Regions from separate parts of the Danio rerio genome. Here region 1 is linked to region 2. The links are chromatin contacts, called in public Hi-C maps. All regions are on one chromosome and are shown on one strand. Each heading gives the region's core, a stretch centred on a gene start, on an enhancer-like site or on the middle of the called end of the contact. The rest is flanking DNA. Distances are from core to core; before and after follow the strand shown.

The links. A called contact is a pair of places that touch in the nucleus more often than the background predicts.
Region 1: a contact with region 2 is called in a Hi-C map of an unstated tissue, with 2.3 times the contacts expected there. The contact joins two enhancer-like sites. A contact is called at or near these places in 2 of 18 Hi-C or Micro-C datasets (caudal fin and an unstated tissue).

The regions. Positions count from the first base shown.
Region 1 is chr8:16,343,960-16,351,143 of GRCz12tu, reverse strand. It overlaps cep350 (centrosomal protein 350), which reads left to right. Exons shown (of 39, transcript XM_073910149.1): 14 at 698-848; 15 at 1,371-1,504; 16 at 1,644-1,815; 17 at 4,112-4,365; 18 at 4,447-4,607; 19 at 4,703-4,813; 20 at 5,344-5,484; 21 at 5,859-5,992; 22 at 6,344-6,448; 23 at 6,548-6,714. Among named protein-coding and RNA genes, the nearest start is that of cep350, 26 kb to the left of the region's middle. Within about 2 kb of position 2,218, at least 9 of the 62 cell types and tissues checked have an H3K27ac peak or open chromatin away from gene starts, as enhancers often do.
Region 2 is chr8:16,298,030-16,305,235 of GRCz12tu, reverse strand. It overlaps qsox1 (quiescin Q6 sulfhydryl oxidase 1), which reads left to right. Exons shown (of 12, transcript NM_001128364.1): 7 at 4,016-4,150; 8 at 6,654-6,783. Among named protein-coding and RNA genes, the nearest start is that of qsox1, 17 kb to the left of the region's middle. Within about 2 kb of position 4,030, at least 7 of the 62 cell types and tissues checked have an H3K27ac peak or open chromatin away from gene starts, as enhancers often do.

The sequences.
Region 1 (7,184 bases), core at 969-3,468, 48 kb before region 2:
GAGTTTTCAGTTTAGGTTATGGTTTCTTAATATAATTTCGAATGTGTGTTATGTATTAGGGTTGAATAATTTACTATTTGAGCATTACTATTTTACTATTTGAGCATCGATATTGCAATGTGTGTTTCTGCAATAGTTGCATTGCAGGATTAGAGTAATTATTAAAGATTAAAAAATATTAATAAATATTATTTTTATATTATTAAATACAATTATTGATACAATGCTAATCATGTTATTTTAAATTGGATTGTTCAATTTCTATATGAATATGGTTTAACTCCCCAGAAAACCATAAAGTGCTGTTTATTGAACTTTTTATTTTTTCTCTGTCGCATTTATATGTGCTTGTAATTTGAATAATTTGATATTTTGTACAGATGCACTGCATATAAAAAGTCGAACTAAATTCATAAAATCTTTCCAAATTGAGCTATTCAAATCATCTGATGTTATATTCATATTGCAGCAAAACAAAATATTTATCAAAAATCTTTTTAAAAATTCTAATATCGTGCAGTATATATTGATTTCATGTAAGGTACCCTATATTGTAGATGTATGGTACATGTAAATTTTTCCTATGATGGAAAAAATCTGCATTTTCAGTGTTCGTTTTGCATAAATATTTTGCCAATTATATAATAAGTACAATTTTATTGCTAAATATTTTCATTGCATTTATTTGTTGCTTTAGCATTTGAAGAAAGGGGTGGTAAGAGTTCTCCAGCTGTCCGCTCTGTTTTGTCTGGTGCCAGCTCATTGGATGGAATCGTTTATGAAGATGACTTCATTTCTTCACGTGCAAGTAGCCAATCAGCATCCAAGAGAAGCCCCAATGGGCTCAGGTAAACATTGTTTTTTTTAATTCTCAATAAATCCCTAAATTATAAATTGAGATTGCTTATAAAGAGGAAGAACAGATTTAATTTAGCACAAATTGTAGTAATCAGCCTGAAGAGGGCAGTGTTGGACTATCGTCACATCATCCTTTCTATTTCATGTTTTCCATGCAGAAAAATAATAGATAGCATGTGTATGTGCAGTATATAAGATGAATGTAAACTCTACTACTTACTTTTGCCAAGCTGGTCATTCCAGATATTTACTGAGAGATAATGATGTCAGTAAAGATGATGTCCTTTACTGTAAAAATGTATCATTATGAAAACCACTAGACAAGGTTTTAGCTTGCTTGTCGTTTCTGCTGTTTTTACTTATGTAAAGTTTATAATGATGTGAGTTAGTTGTTATTTCATTGCTACTCCATGTTATTAGTTTATTCAAACATACACAGATTTTACTGTGAAAACAGCTGTACATGCTGGTATGCCAATAAAAACAAACAAATGAATGCCTTCTCTCCACAGTAATGGCCTTGGTCATTTCAGTCCTCCAGACGATGTGTTAAGTGGCAGATCTGCATACAGCAACAGAGCTCAGCGTTCACCAGCTCTCACACCTCTCTCCTCTCCACACTCAGCCAGCTCAAGTAGCAAGAGAGGTCAGACATATCCTAGAGGGCTACTTTTTTATCCTGAGTGTCATTTAGTGTGTAAAATCTTCCTATAGGGCTATCAGAATTACTAGTATTTAGTTTGTTGTGTCATGATTTAATTTTATCTTCGTGTACATTCCTTCAGCTTCAGAAAGGAGCTTGCAAGAAGGACAAAGAAACACATTTTCCGCAATTTCAGATCTCCCTGCTGAAGGTTTTAAGAAGAGCGGCTCAGAGAAAGCATCCAGTCGCAGCTCTCACAGGAGCGTGGACACAGACAGCACTCTGGGGGGCATCTCTATACACTCCATCCACAGGTACAGACGGTTAAACACATATATAACACAGATATACCTTTAAAACGTATGCCTTTCGGTCAACATAAGGTGAATAAAAACATTTACTCTGACTGCCATGTGTACCCTCATGCTAATTTTTTGAAACTTGGCAGAATTGTAGATTCATGCCATTCTGCTAGTCCACCAGTTACCGGACGTGAACTTAAACATTATAAGCACAGTCCGGAAATATCCTTAAAAGCAACATCCTTGCTGTTCCCGTTTATCATAATTATCGGAGCCCAGAGGAGCCAGTGTCAATATTAGTGCTGCTATATGTCAGGTGAAGGGCCCTTCTGAAAACGAGGTGGGAGGCAATGCGCACACACACTGACTCTTTTGTTTAGTCAACTATCTGCGCTGCTGGCCAGGCTCATTGCCAAGGAGATATTTCCCTCTAGTGTGACATTCGAGCCTCCCTGTGGCATTTGTTGAAGCCTGTGAGTCAGATTCCCATCATGCCTTCCTGCCTTTTCAGCATTCTGAGAGCCGTATCCTTCAGAGATGTGGTCTCTGGATGATTTTATACAGTAGCAGAGGATTTTAATTGGATCAATATTAGTTTATGGGTCACCCCTGTCATCGGTACACATAGTTTTCTTCCACCGTAGGGCAAATTCTTTATTATTAAGAAAGTGGACTGGTAAAGTTTGTTTTGTGCACTGTTACACCCAAGAGTTAACCTTTTTTTATTTTTTATTTTTTTTTTTTTTAAGTCAATTGTTAAATAATTATTTAAAAAAAAATGCTAATTTAATTATACAGTTATTTATTGATAACAGTTTTTCCAATTTAACTTTTGCTTTTTGAAAACCTGTATAAAATGTATTTATTAAGATATTATATACCATACCATATAATATTTTATTTAAAAAAAAATTATATTTCCTATTCTCATTATTTAATATTAAAAGATCTAATCATACAAAACTTAATTCATACACTTTCAGAAATAAAGGTACAAAATCTGTCTCTGGGCCAGTAGCTTTTCAAAAGGTAGATTTTTGTTCATAACAGGTCCTTAATGGTAAATATTAATACTTAAAAAGTACAAATGTGTACCTCATAGTACATTAAGGGAACAAAAGTGTACCCTAAAGCTACTAATGGCCTGTTCCACTGAGTGGTACAGTACGTGTCACATTCATCAGGCTTGCATTTCCACTGCTAAAAGGGTACCAATGGTACTCTTTTGGTGGGTGTGGTGTATGACAGAAAGTTTCAGTCAACGTTATTCTCGCTCAAGGAAATGTCAAAGTAAAGTTGTAATGTTACAGGTCGTTTACATATCATATGAGAAGCACTTCTCACAAAACCGATGCTTTATACACAAATACTGGTGTATAAATGTTCATTACTAATCTTTCTATGAACATGATTTAATTAGTACTGCAGTTTAACGAAATAGCCTACTGTAACCTTTGCAATTGTATACAATAAATAAATTAATTAATTAATTAATGCAAAATATAAAAACACATACAGCCCCTTACAGTCTCTGATATGTTATCAACTACAGAAAAACTACACACAGCATACATTTAGTCCTTATTTGGGTTCTAAAACAACATGCAACATATAGCCCACAGTCAGCTCAAACCTCTCATCTGTATCTTTAGTCATCGCTAGCATATGTAACCTCTTGTTAGAAAGTAAATCCGTCATTCCGAGTTTATATTAGTCCAAAAGGTGATGATAATAGTTAAACATGGCAGTTTGTTCATGCTGAAACTATCATTTGCTCCTTTTTTTGTCGGGCTTCTCTTTTGTTTTTTCAGGCTTCTCTCTCGCGTTTGTCCATTTTTTAAAGGATTGGGTGTCAGAAGCACTTCAATAATCACTTGCACTTTATTATCATTAGCTCAGCAAGTTCGCTGTTTGAAAATTTAGACACGTGGTCAGGTCAAGCAAGAAAGTGAACCTGCACACACTTTAGATGGCCTTGTAAAAAAAACTACGGGGCACAGGGTAGATTCTGCTCTTATTTTTGGCTTTGTGGCTGTTCATCAAGACGACAACAAGGTTTGTTTGAGCCTTTGCAAAGGGTACCCAAAAAGTGGTACGGTTTGCTTTTAGGTGACAGTGGAAACAGCCTTAAAAGGGAACCGTACCGTACCGTAACACTCAGTCGAAACGGGCCATAATATTCACATGTATGGTACAAAAGTGTACCAATTAAAAAGGTAACACCCCAGTGATTATGTACCTTAATTTCTGAGTTTGTATTAGTATCAGTACTATTATTGATTATTTGCACCATATGTTCTTTCATTAGTCTTTTTGGCTCTGAGGGAAAGAAGTCTCCCCGAAGCGCTCTGGCGACTCCTGCTGCTGCTTCTCCAGCCAGCTCTGGTTCTTCTCGGTTGTCTCCAGGTGACTGTATCCCATCTAAAGGGTCTGTCCAAGGGTCAGGTTCCCCTCACGCAGCTCTACCCAGTTCCTCCTCATCTTCCTCTTCAGCAGTCCGGGCTAAATCCAACCCCTCGCCACATACTCAAAGCCCAGGAAGAACAGAGCACAGAACTACAGGTAAACTCTACACCGAAAATGCAGATATGCATTTGAGGAATGGATTTGGTTTACTCTGCAATGTCTCCTCCGCTTCAGCAGAGCTCAAGTTTGCTCCTGGGGTCTTGCATCAGCGCCTGTCTGCTGAGCTCAACTACCTGGATGCAGTGGAGGAGTCGGTACGACAGCTCGGTGATGTGGAGAGAGTGAGAGGAGTGTCTCTCGCTCAGCAAGAAACCGTCTCACTTGCACAGATTCTGAAGGTGAAGCTCTGCACCTGCTTAAGCAATTATCTCATTTACTGTGACCTTCTGGTCGAGTGATTTAAGAGTGATCTTTTAACCTTTGACTCTTTTAGTCCCAACAGCAGAGGCATGAGCGTGACCTGTACCTGCTGAGGATGAAGGCAGAGCAGGAAGCCCTTGAAACACAGATGCAGCTGGAAGAAAGCAGACAGAAGGCTGCACGGGTAATTATACCAGAGTGTTGAAGGGAGAGTTCACCCAAAAATGAACATTCACTAATTTTTTACTAATCTTCAAGTCGTTATAAATCTGTTGAACACAAAAGAAGATATTTTGAATAAAGATAAACATTTGTAACCATTGACATCCATAGTAGGAAAAACAAATAGTATCGATGTCAGTGGTTACAGGCTTTTAGCTTTCTTCAAAATATCTTATTTTTTGTTTAACAGAAGAAAGAAACTCAAACAGATTTGGAACAAGTGAATGAAGAGTAAATGATGACAGTTTTCATTTTGGATGAACTGTCCCTTTAATATTTAAAAACCTTTTGGTGACTAATCAAGTCAGTTTGATGTCAGACTTTGGTTTGTTTAGTATGAAGCCTGTTTGTTTAACTTTGTAAAGTACATCCTGGGATACATTTGAAACTTTGTTCAAGAAGTTTATTTGTTACAAAAAGAAAGATCTGCAGGATTTTTTAGTTAAACTTGAAGTTAAATGATTAAATTTAATGATATTTGGTTGATTCAAGGTTCATGCAGAGCTGCAGGAGAGTTTGCTTCAGTCTCAACAGCAGGCGTTAGGAGGTTTGCATGAGGCCACAAACAAGATGATCAACCAGCAGGCTGAGGCCGCACGACACACAGCTGAAACAGCACGACACATTAAAGAAGTGAGACGTTATTACTCTTAAAACATTTGTATTAATTTTTTTAGGCTGAATAAAATGTATGTTTAAAAAAAGCTTTGAATGAAATTAACAAATGTGTTCTTGACAACCAAGTGAATTTAGCTGAAGTTACTTAAATTACAAACTAGAAACAAAACAAAAAAAAATCAACTAAAACTTTAAATAAAATAAATGAAAGTAATGTGTAGTTACAAACTCTTGGGTTCTTTATTGTAGAAAAAAAAACTACATTTTAGAAACAAGATTACATGCTTATTTGCTCAGTGTAAATTACACTTTTTCAAGGATTATACGTTTTGTTAATTCTCTCTCTCTCTGTCTCTACACCCCCCCCCCCCCCCCCCCTCTCCCCGTAGATGACTGAGCTGGCGCGTTCACAGATTGTAGGAGCACTAAGTGTTCCTGGACCCTCCATTACAGCCCTGCATGACCAGCAGAGACAGCACAGCCGCAGTTCAAAACCGCACCAGACACAAACCCACACAGACAGGTATCATCTCACCTCTGAGACAGATATTCTTCATAGTTGTTTACCCTCCTATTTCATGCTTGCTTTAGCTTATGAGCCAGATAGGCTTCAATAAAGGATTACCTCATAAGTAAATGAATATCTGCCATTATTATATGTCATTCCAATCATTGTGAAAGCTTACAAATGGGAAAGTACTGATGAGGAATTATTTAGAGATGAGTAGCTCATGACAAAATTTTTGTTTTTGGATGAACTATCCTTTAAACCGTGCCTTGCATTTACTAAAGTGAAATGTTTTTTCTAATTTGTCATAGTAGTGAATGCAATATATACATCAGTAATGTTACTGTTTTGGATCTTCTCCAGTAGTTGGAAAAGCGAAATGTCTCCTGAGAGACATCAGAGTCCATCAGAGGTCGAGACGCCACCAGACAGCCTCTCAGAGTCCATCCCTTCCAGAAGACCCACCATCAGGTAACACATTTCATTTTAGCTGATTTCTTTCATTTACAGATTATAAATAATTGGTCTTATAGAACAGTCTGTTAATGCTCATTTCTGTCTGTTTTAAAGTGGGGGTGGCAGTAGTAGTACCCAATTGAGTCCACCTCATTCTGGTCAAACGGAAAGGAGGACACCTGGTAAAGACAGAAGCAGTAGTTCAGTGGAGGACCAGGCTCACACTGCTGCCGATGACTCTCTTTGCTCAAACAGTGTGCTTGGCCCTCTTGAAGAGAAAGGTAAAGCTTGTATTGAGTGATATTCATGTGTATACAGTGCTGCAGACTGCTTTATTTCCTTTTGCTGCACGATATTGGGAGAATGTTGAATATTGCAATATTGATAAAGAAATTAGTTAAAAATCATATACGTGTAATGATCAAACGAAAATATTTGAAGCATATAAAAATATTAAACGTACTCTAATTCTCTTTAATCTAATTCAGGCTAAAAAAACTTTCAAGGAAGGTGCAAAGACTTTGACTTTAAAATACAATGTATTGTCAAAAACCTCAGTAGACATTCTGATTTCTGGTTTGGTTTTATCATAGACATATAAACACTAAATGCATTACTCTCAAACATTATTTTTATTCCCATAAGCAACACAGCATCTTAAACTAGTCCGTATTTTAAGCAAAACGCTTCCTTGCCTGTTTTTATAAATAAAGTATACAGTCCTTAAATAATTGGTATGAAGTGGAAATAC
Region 2 (7,206 bases), core at 2,781-5,280:
CTGGGATATAAAAAAATCCTAAGCATTTAGCCCTGTATAAATCAAAAATTTCATTCACAATGGTCTTAAAAACATCTTTAAGTCTTAAATTTAACTTGTTGAAACCTACAGAAACCCTGTTATCTTATGGAACAAAATTTTACATCAGATTGTGCCTTTTTGAGGCGAGATGTGCAAGGACTTTTTTAGAAGCCTGACATCTTGATTTTGTCCTGCTTTTGATCAAAACAATTGAAAAAAATAAATAAAATCAGAACACTGGAGGCTCCAAAATAACATGCTTCCCCTTCAATCTCTCTTTCAGAGTACATTAACATGAGCGAGAGCTTTACGCTGTTCGATAATAAAAGCATTTACCATTTACCTGATTCCTTCTTTTCACTTTTACAATGATTAGCAACTGCAGTAGAAACATCTGGCCACGTTAATGAGACAACAGCATTTGAATATGCACAATTATTCAAGATCACAGAGCTTTCATAATCATTTCTAACCGGGAGCATAAATCAGAGGTTTGCTTGCTTTTGTTATGCTTATTTGAGAAAAATAACTTGGCACGGGTGTGGGGCTTTTTAGATGACAAATGCTAAAGAGCAATGATTTATGGTCGTTTTATGTTGTTTCTATCCTCCTCGATAGTGCACGCGTGTGTGTTAAGGGGGGTTTTAATCTTCTACTCCAAAACAATAGTGCTTTTTTTCTGCGCTTCACCTGCCAAACAGTCCCAGCACTGCAGAGCAACAGATGGCGCGCCGTCAGGTCTGAATGCGTGATTGATCTTGTGTTGCATGCACACACAAAAAATAAAAATAAACACGCGCTCGCTATCTTTTGGATCTCCTGGTTTCAGAAGCGTGCCATCAGACCCAAGGGACATCCGGCTTGGTCGTGTGTCTCTGAAGAGGGTTGATTGAAGCTTGGGTAGATGAGAGACTGTGTGTCTGCATGTGCTGGAGACTCAGAAAGGCGCAGTGGTGTTTATTGTTTGATTGCCAGGGTTATCGGAGAGGGTAATGATCAGTAATGACATCTCATCAGTGTGACACACCTACCATCTGTTCATCTGAGGAGAGAGAGAGAGAGAGAGAGAGAGAGAGAGAGAGAGAGAGAGGTTAATGGATGATGGTGGAAAACAGCAGAAGAGAGATGTAGGAGTAAGCATACTTATCAGCCACACTGCATTCCTAGGCATATTTCAGTTTTTTGAGGAGGAAGACGTGACTATTATTGTATTAAATATTATTTTCAAGAATTCTTTAGAAGGGTTTTAATTACGATGTCATTTTTTTTTCTTCGTTTTGTCTCAGTCATCTACAGTCACTTATTAAAACGTAAAATAGAAGTTGACTAGTAGGAGTGTTTAAAAACAAATAGTAAGATAAAGTTCATTTGTTCATCAGTTAACAATGATTAATACTAGCGCTGGACAAAGATTAATCACATCCAAAGTTTGTTTTGACATAATTAAAGTGTGTGTACTGTGTATGTTTATTATATAAACATCAATATAACTATATAAACATACATTTTACACACAGGCATGCATGTTTATTAGACAAAATGCTTTTCTTTATATTTACATGTAAAATATATGTGCATATGATACAAATTTTAATATCTATGTAGCAAAATTGTTTATATATTTATATCTTGCTTTGTGTGCGTGTGCGTGTGCGTGTGCGTGTGCGTGTGCGTGTGCGTGTGCGTGTGCGTGTGCGTGTGTGTGTGTGTGTGTGTGTGAATTCAAAAATTAAAAATTATAAATTAAAAATAAACTTTACAGTATTGTATACATTTACAGTTATACAATATCAATTGTGAAAATAATTCAAATAAATAATTACCTAATCAATAAACCAAACCATATTGGTCATCACATTTAAACCTGTTTGAACAGATTTCTTTATATAAATCCGTTAAAAGGGAGTCTTCATTATTTTTTTTTTCAAAAAATGTGATAATAGGTTGTCATGTCTCGTACATTTTTTTTTGGACAGATTCTTTCATTAAAAATGAAATTTTCTCTCATTTCAAATATAAAATCAGATCACACATTCACATTGAAGCTTTAGATAAAGCTGCTGATTTCTACTCAATTAGTATTCTTCTCTTTGCTAACAAAGTAGCAAAGGCGATAACATTTTTTTCTTTGTTTGTCAATGATATTTTGTGCTCTGGTACACCACAAATAGCTAATTCAACACAAGGTTTTATTTCTAAATTAAAGGCACCGTTTAATGTTTTAAACTATATATATGATTATTATTATTTTGAATGCGAATAATCTTTGTCCAGCACTAGTTTATATAATCAATAGCAATTAAAGAGCAAATTATTTGTTAATATTGATTAATATTTGTTTGTTATAATAAATATACAGATGTTCGTCTCATCCCAGTTCTGTTAAATAGTATTGTCTCATATATTATTAAAATAAAGAGGTGTTTTTAATGTTTAAATTCATGGTAACATTATTAATAAAAACTAAAGATTTTTGAATCTTATCTGTAATGTAGTTCACTAATGTGCTGGGCGATTTGGCCTAAAATCAAAATCTTGAATTATTGAACATTTTAACTCGATTAAGATTAATGAACGGTTATTTCATTTATTTATTTTTTGCCCTCAGGTTTTGTACAGTAAATGTGCTCACATATTACAAGACAGAGATTTCTAAATGAAGGGTGCATTACTTGATTTTAAAATAATTAAAGAAAACACACACTATCTACTATCTTTGATTATTTATTGAACATCACAGTAAAACATCTGAAATTAAACACACACTGGCTAAAATGAACAGTCACTGTTTTTTATAAAAAAGAAAAAATGAATAACTTGTGCTTTTGAAAATAAAAGCAATTATTTTCAATGTTTTTGATTTTAAATAATAGAAAACAAGCAGTATCTCTTCTAAATAACTCTTGCATATCCTGTAAATAATAATTTAAATGGTGCATTTCTTGCATCTTCTGTAAACAAATATTTTAATTTAAATAATAATTTTGATGTAATGGAAAATATGTCGTCTCATGGAATCTGTGGCACAGCTTCCAACCATCGTCATTGTGGTGCATAGTAACACAATAGTAACAAACAGAGCAGGGTCACGTGACTCCACATGAGGTCAGGTAAGTAATTGGAAAAATTTGATCGATTATTGGTTCGCAATGATGATTTTGATTACTATTCGATTAATAGCCTAGCCCTACTGTAATCCCAATTTTTAAAAATCAATACTTTCATTCAGCAAGGGTGTGTATTTTAATTGAAATAATATACCACAAAATGTTGTTTATATTTTTAAAAAAAATTACAAAAATAGTTTTTGCTGTATTTTTGATCAAATAAAGTGAACAAACCTATAAAAATACTTTTTTTTTATTGTGTAAATTTAAGTATGTGATTTAGCAGAAAATATACACTGTAAGAATCACCTTGCCACTCTATTTGTCTATTAAGCTTGTTTTACAAAAAAAAATCTGGGTCTATTAAAATGGAGACATTTTAAAATTTCAACTAAATCTGATTGAATGATTTATATATTGTTTTGTACAGTACTTTAGGAGCTGTTTCTTGCCAAGCAAATAGCCTTTAGTGTTGTTGAGCATGTGTCTTTGATTATTTGTTTATAAAATTGTAATAAAGTAATGCCAAATTTGAAATCTATTATGATAATCGCTGTCACATCTGATGCACTAGTTCATTTTTCACCCGATGTTTTAAGAGTGCAAGCTCTACTCATTTGATGAACTGCATTTTGCATACTGTATAACAGTGTAGTATATATTTGCACATAGAATGACTGCCTCTGGCTCTAGCCTTAACCTTTAACTCCTCTTAATCCCTGTCCCAAACTGAGCTGATTCAGCAAGCAGCAGCTCTATAAACATGGACTCTGAGCTTATTTGGAGTCTGGCAACCACTGACATCCACTCCACATACTTGTTTTCACATACTTGAGGTCGTGTTAGTGGTTATGTGGCCCTTATTCTTTCTTTTTTTTCTTTTTCAGACTCAAAGAAGCTCGAACCTTCTACTCGTACGCCCTCCAGAGGCTGCCAGGAGTAGTGCGGACTGGAAAACACCAAACTCCCATCACTGAACTCATCAAGAACTCCACTCTGCAGGAATGGAGGCCATTTAACAAGTTAGTGCATACTTTATCAACCAATAATAATATTTTTTAATTTTTAGACATGCTTTACATATTACTTATTGCTGTCAGTAGATTAATTGTGATTAATCACATAAAAAAATTTATTTACATTGTAAGTATGTATGTACTGTAGATATTTATATTGTATATGTATAAATACATGTATATATTTGAGAAAAGGCTTGTTTTTATTTATAATTTAAATATTTATGTCTAATACAAAGTTTTATATATATATATATATATATATATATATATATATATATATATATATATATATACATATATATATATATATATATATATATATATATATATATATATATATATATATATATATATATATATATATATATATATATATATGTATATGTGTGTGTGTGTATGTATATATATATATATATATATATATGTATATATATATATATATGTATATGTGTGTGTGTGTATGTATATATATATATATATATATATATATATGTATATATATATATATATATACACACACACATATATATACATATATATATATATATACATATATATATATATATACACACATATATATATGTATATATATATATGTGTGTATATATATATATATATATATATATATATGTGTATATATATATATGTATATATATGTGTGTGTGTATGTATATATATATATATATATATATATATATATATATATATATATATATATATATATATATATATATATATATATATGTATATATATATATATATACACACACACACATATATATACATATATATATATATATACACACATATATATATGTATATATATATATGTGTGTATATATATATATATATATATATATATATGTGTATATATATATATGTATATATATGTGTGTGTGTGTATATATATATATATATATATATATATATATATATATATATATATATATATATATATATATATATATATATATATATATATATATTTTTTTTTTTAATAAATAGTTTTAATTATATATACACATTATTTATACACAGTGACTACACACACATTTATTTAAATGCAAACTTTAATTTTGGATATGATAAATTGTTTGACAGCTCTGATATTAGTGCTTAACTTAAATACAACAATTATTTATAGTGTCTGGATAAATGCACAAATGTTATAGGATGCTAAATATTAAACTGTAATTGTAAGAAGCTAAAAATTAAAAGAATCGGTCTTTGAAATATTTTGAACTTTTAATATTTTGAATACTTAAACTTTTATCAGTCAAAGTATCATTTACAAGTTCTATAATGTATGGTTTTCTACAATAGTGATAGAATATCGTTAAAGCATTCTGCATGAAAGTTTGTTTCTCATGATTCTTTCTTTATTTTTTCCAGTTTGGGGTTGGAGTTAGAGTTTTACAGTTTTGATTTGTGGGGGATAAATTCAGTTATGTGTTATGTGATGTAATCAGTTATGTGATTAGAATCTGGCTTTTTTTTCTGAAAAAAATAATTGCAAGATTTTTAATTCAATTCATGTTTATTTCTATAGCGCTTTCACAATGTAGATTGTGTCACTTAACACAGTTCTAGTAAAATACAGATTTTAGAGATGAAGTTCAGTTTAGTTTAGGTTAAGTGTGGTTTATTTTCACTGTGGAAAGTCCAAACACTGAAGAACAAATCCACAGCTCCACTCAGAAATCTCAGAAATATGGGAAAAATCTTAATTTTTTTAAATAAATCAATTAATTAATTCATTCATTCATTCATTCATTTATTCATTCATTTTATTTTCTGCTTATTCCCTTTATTAATTTGGGGTCGCCACACCGGAATGAACTGCCAGACAATTTAGCTTACCCGATTCACCTATAGCGCATTCCTCCACACCCTGAGGAAACCCATGCCAACATGGGGAGAACATGCAAACTCCACACAGAAATGCCAACTGACCCAGCCGGGACTCAAACCAGCGACCTTCTTGTTATGAGGTGACAGCGCTACCCACTGCGCCGCCTAAAGTCTGAATTGTGAGATGGAAAATCTGAATTTAAGGGTACAAGTAAAATAGAAATGCAGAAAAGAATTTAAATTATGAGATGGAAATGAATTTTTCTGGGGAAAAGACCTGAATTGTGAAATTTTCAAATTCTGAGTGAGAAGTCAAAAGTGTGAAAAGGGAAAAGTCATTTTTGCAGACCTTGCAGTCTGAAGAGTCTGAAAAGTCAGACTTGGTGTAAACTTAGAAATCTGTAGAAAAAAAACTTTACAGTGGCACATGAAAAAATCTGAATTACACAATCAAAATTCTGAGGAAAAATATAAACAGTAGATATAAAAAAAATTGGTTTAGTTTATTTAAATGTTTCTTTATTTTTTATTTTGTGGTGGAAACAAGCTTCCCTATATTTAACAATACTTTATTATGTCATTTGGCCTTTTTGATTTAAATGGTGCACCGAATGTCAGTAATAACCCTACATGGAGCTTGTGTTTATGGATACAGGTCGCGTGTGTATATGTCTGATCTGGAGTCAGCGCTTCATTACTCTCTGCGTGTGGAGTTATCTAGTCACACCAGCATCAGCGGAGACGATCTGATTGCACTGAAGAAGTACATAAATGTGCTGGCTAAGGTGAGCCACTCCAATAAACACAAACACTCTGGGAATATTTACGGTAATGATAATAACGGCTGAATCATTCAGGTCAGTTCACATGACAAACCACTAGAGGGAGATACACTGAACATTACAATCCAAGATGTGTTTGTCTAAGCCTTAACAGAGAATTTCAGACTTTGTGGCCTTAAATGATCTTTGACGTGAGTCAAGATGTGGATTATAAATTATGCAACATTTTTAAAAGCTTTGTAGTTGTTTTGTTTATGCTGTTTTGTGTCGATTTGTTTTCCCGATATTTAGGAATAATTTCTTTTCACTCTAAAAAAATACTGGATTACAAACCAATTCCGGGTGTAATACGGGCTAAACCAAATGCTGGGTTATTTATTTTTTTATTAAATTTCACCTAATGTTTGAGTTTGTCCATATTTGAAA